2 separate regions of the Xenopus laevis genome follow, and region 2 is linked to region 1. The links are chromatin contacts, called in public Hi-C maps. All regions are on one chromosome and are shown on one strand. The core of a region is the stretch at or near the end of the contact, and the rest is flanking DNA. Distances in the headings are between cores, read along the strand shown.

What was found. Hi-C and Micro-C count contacts between places; a contact is called where the count stands out from the background.
Region 2: a Hi-C map of the XL177 cell line shows a contact between it and region 1, with 4 times the contacts expected there. The contact joins the enhancer-like site here to the promoter of bcl11a.L in region 1. A contact is called at or near these places in 3 of 4 Hi-C or Micro-C datasets (the XL177 cell line, the XTC cell line and animal cap).

The regions. Positions count from the first base shown.
Region 1 is chr5L:33,001,626-33,005,065 of Xenopus_laevis_v10.1, reverse strand. It overlaps bcl11a.L (BCL11A, BAF complex component L homeolog), which reads right to left and starts at 1,444. Exons shown (of 4, transcript NM_001089877.1): 1 at 1,136-1,444. The coding sequence starts at 1,190.
Region 2 is chr5L:33,182,085-33,185,725 of Xenopus_laevis_v10.1, reverse strand. No RefSeq gene overlaps it. Among protein-coding and RNA genes, the nearest start is that of bcl11a.L, 180 kb to the right of the region's middle. Within about 2 kb of position 1,380, at least 1 of the 7 cell types and tissues checked has an H3K27ac peak or open chromatin away from gene starts, as enhancers often do.

The sequences.
Region 1 (3,440 bases), core at 195-2,694:
ATGATTAGCAACAACGAGAAAAGATGTAAAGAAGTACATTTTTCACCACAATACATTAATGTCGTGACAATATGGATATATAGATGACATAAATGAGTCTGGAACCTATTCAGATCTGACCAAGGAAATCTGCCCTGTACGTTCACACACGTTATTTATTTATTTTTTACTCGAAGCGGCGAAAGGTGCTCCGCACCAAAAGTCAAACGACACGACAGCTTGCTTCGAGAACCTTTTCAGAGTCACAAAGTGACAGACAATTTGAATTCTTTCACGGCCGAGCTACCTCTTCATTGCTTTTTTTGTGTGTGTGTGTGTGTATGCGAGTGTGTGTGTGCGTTTCTTTTCTTTCTGGAGATTATTTTGCTTTTCCTGTCCTCAGTTGTTGGCAGGAGGCTCTGCACACGCGGTGCTTGTAAACATTCAGACACGAGATTTTTCCCAATCAAAATCCACTTCCACTTTTTTTTTTTTTTTTTTGAAAATCTTCCAAAAAATAGTAAGCGAGAGAGAGAGAGAAAGAGAGAGAGCGAGTGAAAGAGAAAGAGAGGGGGAAAAGGAAGGGATTTCCTCTGCCGGTGGTGAAGGAGGAGAAGGAGAAGAAAAAAAAGTTTTGAAAGAAGAATGAGATTTCTTTGGAAGGGGAAAAACAACAGCGGCCACAGAGGAGATTCCCTCTTGCAGCACGGAGTTCATAGAGCAGCCTAGACAGCATGCAATGCCTCATGTCTGCAGCAAGCCAAAAAAAAAAAAAAGCACCCATCTCTTCCTAAACCTTACACCTTGTGGGTGATTGCTTTCAAGTTCAATTAAAAGAAGAAGTAGAAAGACCTTACTATTTCTTTTATCTGCATGATCCCTGCTCTATGTCCACTCTCACCTCCCTCTCTCTGTGTCTCTGCAAGATTTGGGGTTTTAATCCCCCCTGCCAGAATCTTCCTTCTTTTTCTGCAAAGAAAAAGTATTTTGCAGTCTACTTCTGAAGACACGAGAGGCTGAAAGTCAGGAAGATTCTTTGATTTCCCTGCCCTCGTTTGTTGTGAGTGGTTTTCTGGTGCTATCACCTTTGCAGTGAAGCTGTGGGCAGCTGTGTGTGTGTGAGCAGGTAAGAGTGGGGATCGGGCGAGCTACTTACGTGAGTATTCCCGTTTGCTTAAGTGCTGCGGCTTGCCTTGCTTGCGGCGAGACATGTTGGTCGGTGGGTGGCTCGTGAGAGCTCGGTTCACATCGGGAGAGCGGGGTTAGAAAGAAGGAGACTCCAGAGAAAATATCTTCATCAAATGCCTTTGACATCCAAAATAAATTAGAAATAATACAAAGATGGTGCGGGGAAGATGAATTGTGGGACAAGCCGTCATGACATTTTTTTTTTTTTTTTTTTAGAGGGGGGTGAAAAAAAGGAGAGTGAGCGAGAGAGAGATAGAGAAGGAGAGAAATGAAAAAAATGGCAAAAGCCCCCCTGAGCTGCAAGTTCAAGTGCGGACGTGACGTCCCTGCAAACTTGAACGTCAGGAGCTGGATGGACAGAGACATAGAAAACATGGGCAGGGCCAGTGGGAGAGAAGGGGAGGAGGGAAGGCAAAACCAATGGACATTCATAAGGGGCTGGACAGGAAAATGAGACCCGGGCAAAGCCAATGGCCAGTGATGAGAAGGAGAGGGGGGTGGCAATGAGGGCACACACGGTTACAAGGGGGAGGGGAGGGCTACACACAAGCTGCTGCTGCTGCTGCTGATTGAAAGGGAGAGGGGGGAAAAGAAATAAGGCGAGAGCTGGAATGTGATCCCGCTGTGGAGATAACACAGAGCTAAGAGATCACAGCCCCCTGTCACACACTCACAAAGTCACTGTTTCCTACGGGCCTCGGACCATCCCAAAGAGCATGGGGGGGAGTGAATGTACAAGAAGCAAAGAGAACGCGGGAGAAGAATCACCTCACGGGGTTATAAGATGGTCCGGAGGGGCACCACAAACACACACACACACACGGGCTGGGGAGGTCAGTCAGGAGAATGGTGCTTGATGGGTCCAGTAGAAGGAACTGTGAAGAAGGAGCCGCCAGGGCTGTGGGGAAGGGAAGTTCGAGGCAAAGCGCAAGACCAGGGAGGGTGGTTTATGAAGTTGTTGCGGGAAGAAGTGACTAAGGCGCTGATGGTACAAGACAGGTATTAATATTTAGCAGAAGCACTTGTTTAGAAGGCGTCTCCGGGAATGTGCAGCGCTGCGCGATAGATAGGGCCGGGGGTGGGTGAGGATACAATACACTGGGCTGCTGCTGCTGCTACACTATCAACATGATCCCACTGTAACCAACACACACACACAGGCTAGTCACACGGACACACACAGTGACACACATACACAAGCCAGTCACACACACACACAGTGACACACATACACAAGCCAGTCACACACACAGGCTAGTCACACTGACACACACAGTGACACACATACACAAGCCAGTGACACACATACACAGGCTACTCACACTCACACTGATACACACAGTGACACTCATACACAAGTCAGTGACACACACATAGGCTAGTCACACTGACACACACAGTGACACACATACACAAGCCAGTGACACACATATACACACAGGCTAGTCACACATACACAAGCCAGTCACACACATACACACAGGCTAGTCACACACAGTGACACACATATACATACACAAGCCAGTGAGACACATACACACAAGTCAGTGACACTGACACACAGGCCAGTGATACACAAGCCAGTGACACACACACACATACACATACACATACACAAGCCAGCAGTGACACACACATACACACACACAGGCCAGTGACACACACACAGGCCAGTGACACACAATGAGGAGACAGCAGGGGCATGGCAGTTCACTCAAGTGCACGATTTAACCTCTTAGATGCCAGCAGGGAAGTCTGTTGAAGTCTATGGAAAACAACTGAATTGCCCTGATGGCATCTTGGCTGGGTTTAGGGCAGGGCAAAAAGGGGCATTTGTTGGCAGCTGTAGTTAAAGCACCATAGTTGTTGGGCTACAGGTTACACACCCCTGATTTATTTTACCCCCCTCCCGTCCATTCTGCTTAAATGCTTTTTGTGTCTTGATGGGCTTTAACGTGTCACTGATATTATTAATGCATATTTGGAATTAGAAATATAAAACCTGGCCAATAAAGGGGAACTTGTAACTTGACTTCCAGTAATGTTCCCCTAAGACTGCGGCACATGGAGTTTTCCTAATGTGACTCGTAGAAAAGAAGCGCCTCTAAAACCCCGTCTATTGCTGGGGGTAATTTCCAACTGACTAATGTGAGTCACAGGAACTAGTCTTCAATTAACCCCATCAAAATGGCCCTTTACCTGCAATTTCACTAATGGTAGGTGGGTTTACTTGCAGCACTTTGTACTGTTGTGAATGAGAAGAGACCCGCAGG
Region 2 (3,641 bases), core at 131-2,630, 180 kb before region 1:
TGGCCATAGTTGTCGGGATCCTTTTGTTCACCCAATGTGACCACCCATGTGCTGAGCCAAATCAGATTGATCTGATCATTTGTTACCTGGATCAAAAACGGAATCATAATAGACCTGCCCAATAGATATCTCCCCCACAGCCATTGGACAGGCCATCAGTTTGTCCCTGTACAAGGTCGATGGAGCTAATGGTCTGGAGCTCTGAGTGAGGCAACTAAACAGCTTTAGCTTTAATATTTTACCTGGGAGATACATTGTTTGTTCAGGTTCTGCAGAGCAATTTACCTTATGCCTAAAAATTCAAGGATTCCTTGATAGATTTTGACATCAGCATATTTGAAAACAAAAAAATATTTTGGAAACCACAATGGCAGTTTATGCATCCACCTTGTTACAGGTTGGTAGAAGTGTTGGGTGAGTATTTACAGAAATAATGAAGATAGAGAACCAGTGTATGGAGTACATTAAGAGAGCGAGGCTTACCACTGTACACCCCAGACCTTCGGCAAATTCTCATTGGTACATTTGAGAGCTCCACCTGCTCATTTCCCATTGGATCTTTCTCCTTTAAATACTCTGTATGTAATACTCAATGTTCAGCCTATGACTAAGTGTCATTGGTAAACACGATACGCATCAGACCTTGGTTCTTAATTATGGAAAATAAAATGTAAAATGTTTACCATCTGACTTCTATTTGGTGTGGTCCAGGCTTGCACCAGCCTTCTTTGATGATTCTTTGATGATTCCTGAGTATTCATGGAACCCACTGGTCCACTGACAAAAAGTAGACACCAGTTACTACCCAACTCGATATAACTGGGAGCAGTGCTGGAGTCAGCAATGACCGGCATTCCTTCAATTCACTTTCAATACATTTTGAGCCCAGAGCCCTAATAACCAATGCTTTTCTGAGGGCAATAGGGACTGAATGTAAATCATACAATGAAATATACTGTATGAGTCTATCTGTTATTCTTTGATCATGATATCATGTAAGTATTTGCATTCAACTGATAGATGATATGTAACTCATTAATGATGGTCTAGAACATCCTAGAATGTTCAAGTTCTCTATGCAGGTCAGATTGTCAAAAATGTCTCATTGATGAATGAGCAACGCCTTAGGGGTGAAAAAAGGTAGAGATTTGTAGAAGGGAAAAAGTTGAATTGGCGAAATATTCAGGAGAACATCTGAGCAACTGAAATTTTGTTTTGTTGAGGATTTATTTCCCCTTTAAAATTTCTAGATAAGCACATTTGCTGCAATACCACATTCTACCAGCAGATGTCAATAATATCTGTTCCTTTCACTGTTCTCAGTAGGTGAAAATAAGGTATGCTCATGAATGTATGTGTGTGTGGAGGGGGTAAGTGTGTTGCATGAAACTATGGCAGACAGTGCACTGAAAGTTTCTCTGAATCCATAAATCATATGGAGGCTCCTCTGTGACATTGTTAGATAAAAACTTTAAATGGAATCTCCCAACTTCTCCTGTGTTTAAAAGACACTGCGGGGCTGCAGATTCAGCCCTAGGCTAATTACTACGTCTGCTGTTTTTTTATTATCATTTTAAATAGCATTATTTCTTCCAACTAATTATGGAGAGAATTGCATACATGCATACATACATAAGTGAGGAAAGTGGAGTGGATGTTCACCTTGTTGTTGGGCTTCACTGTGCTTTTATTTGAACACGGTTCCTCTTTACACATGAGCCATGGTATGTTTTCACAGTATATATTCACAAGGGAGCAGGCGGAATGTTTCTGTAAGCATGCTGAGTAGCTTTCCACAATGAAAAAAAAAAAAAAAAAAAGAATTAGAGAGGGATTTAAAAAGTTTATGGATGTGTTTAATTTCCCCTTTCCTTAACCACCAGATTCCAGTTTACCCTAAAAACACAACACTCTCCCTGGCACATGGGAAAATCAAAATGTAAATATGGCAATGAGGAAAGGTAAAACAAGTAGGTTATTGTAGAATTTCTGCAATGAGTTGTTTTTTTTTTCTCTCTCTTTTTTTTCTCCTTGAGCTTCCTGGTTGGTCAGGGCTGGCCTCACAAAAGGGTGTTCGTTCATGTCCAGACACATTGCAGACTTCTGGCAAAATAGCCCAAGCTCACGAAAATTTACACAGCTCTGGCACGAAGCCGAGTATACAAACAAAAGGTAACTTGGACTGTCTTGTGTTACAAATGCCATTTTTGGCGGTAATGGGGCTCCCTGGCTCTGTTTGAAGGGTCAGGGCTGTTGAAAGGAAAAACAGTCAGAGTAAAGAGAGAGCAATTCATGTAATTATATCTGTTAGATGACTCCCAACCACTGTTCTTACTATGGCTTTGCTGCTCCATGACTGGGGACTTGTGACTGTGGCTGTAACACTAAACTCACATTCACTTTCACTGATTTCTAACACGTTTCTCTAATAAAAGTGACCAATAATAACATGTGCCAATGGTGGTGTTAAAGAAGAGGGTTTTAAACAGATCAATGTACTTTTTATGTAAAATCGTTTTATAGTAAAACTGTCCTTTGCGTTTCAATATTGCACTGCTTTGATATCTATGCCCTGGATGGTTTCTTGCCCCTGTGTTCCCATAGGCTTCCATTTGAACCTTCTATCTATGCCATCAAGCAGCTTGAGTCTCTCACTACCTGGCACTTGATCTAAACTCAGGCACATGATATAAAGTCAGCCATAGCAGAAAGGCAAGCAAAGAGATTCATCTTGGTGATGTTTATGGCCAAGCAGGCACATTTATCTTAAAGGGATAAAAAATAGTTTTTCTCAAAATGCATCAGTTAATAGTGCTGCGCCAGCCGAATTCTGCACTGAAATCCAAAACACAAACAGATTGTTTTATATTTAACTGTGAAATCTGACATGGGGTTAGACATATTGTCAGTTGTCCTGCTGCCCCCAGTCATGTGACTTCTGCTCTGATAAACTTCAATCACTCTTTACTGCTGTACTGCAAGTTGGAGTGATATCACCCCGCCCCCAGCAGCCAAACAACAGAACAATTTGAAGGTAATGAGACAGCAGCTCCTTAACACAAGATAACAGCTGCTGGGTAGATCTCAGAACAGCACTCAATAGTAAAATCCAGGTCCCACTGTGACACATTCGGTTACATTGTGTAGCAGAAACAAAAGCCTGCCAGAAAGGAGTTTCATCCTAAAGTGCTGACTCTTTCTGAAAAGCACAAGACTAGGCAAAATGACCTGAGATGGCTGCTGGTTCAGGAGTGAAATTTTATATTGTAGAGTGAATTATTTGCTTTGTAAACAGTGTAATTTAGAAATAAAAACTACATCATAAAAATCATGACAGAATCTCTTTAAATTACCAGATCCCATGACATTTCCGACTAAAGTAGCCACACAACACGGACACTCTAATAGCAGTTTACAGGTACTGGGTTAGGAAGTCTTTATGTGATGTGCCATTGCTGCCATTGTAGGACCCACACCCAACCTGTGTCATCTTGCTCTGTGCACTACTTCTTGTTCCAAGACATGGAATTTTCAGAAGCAGTGGAGGAATGTACTTCCCCAGTAAGACTCATACCAAACCCTAACCCTAAATGGTTGGCCAAATTTCAACCCAAAGACACCCAACCACTGGACAACCCACA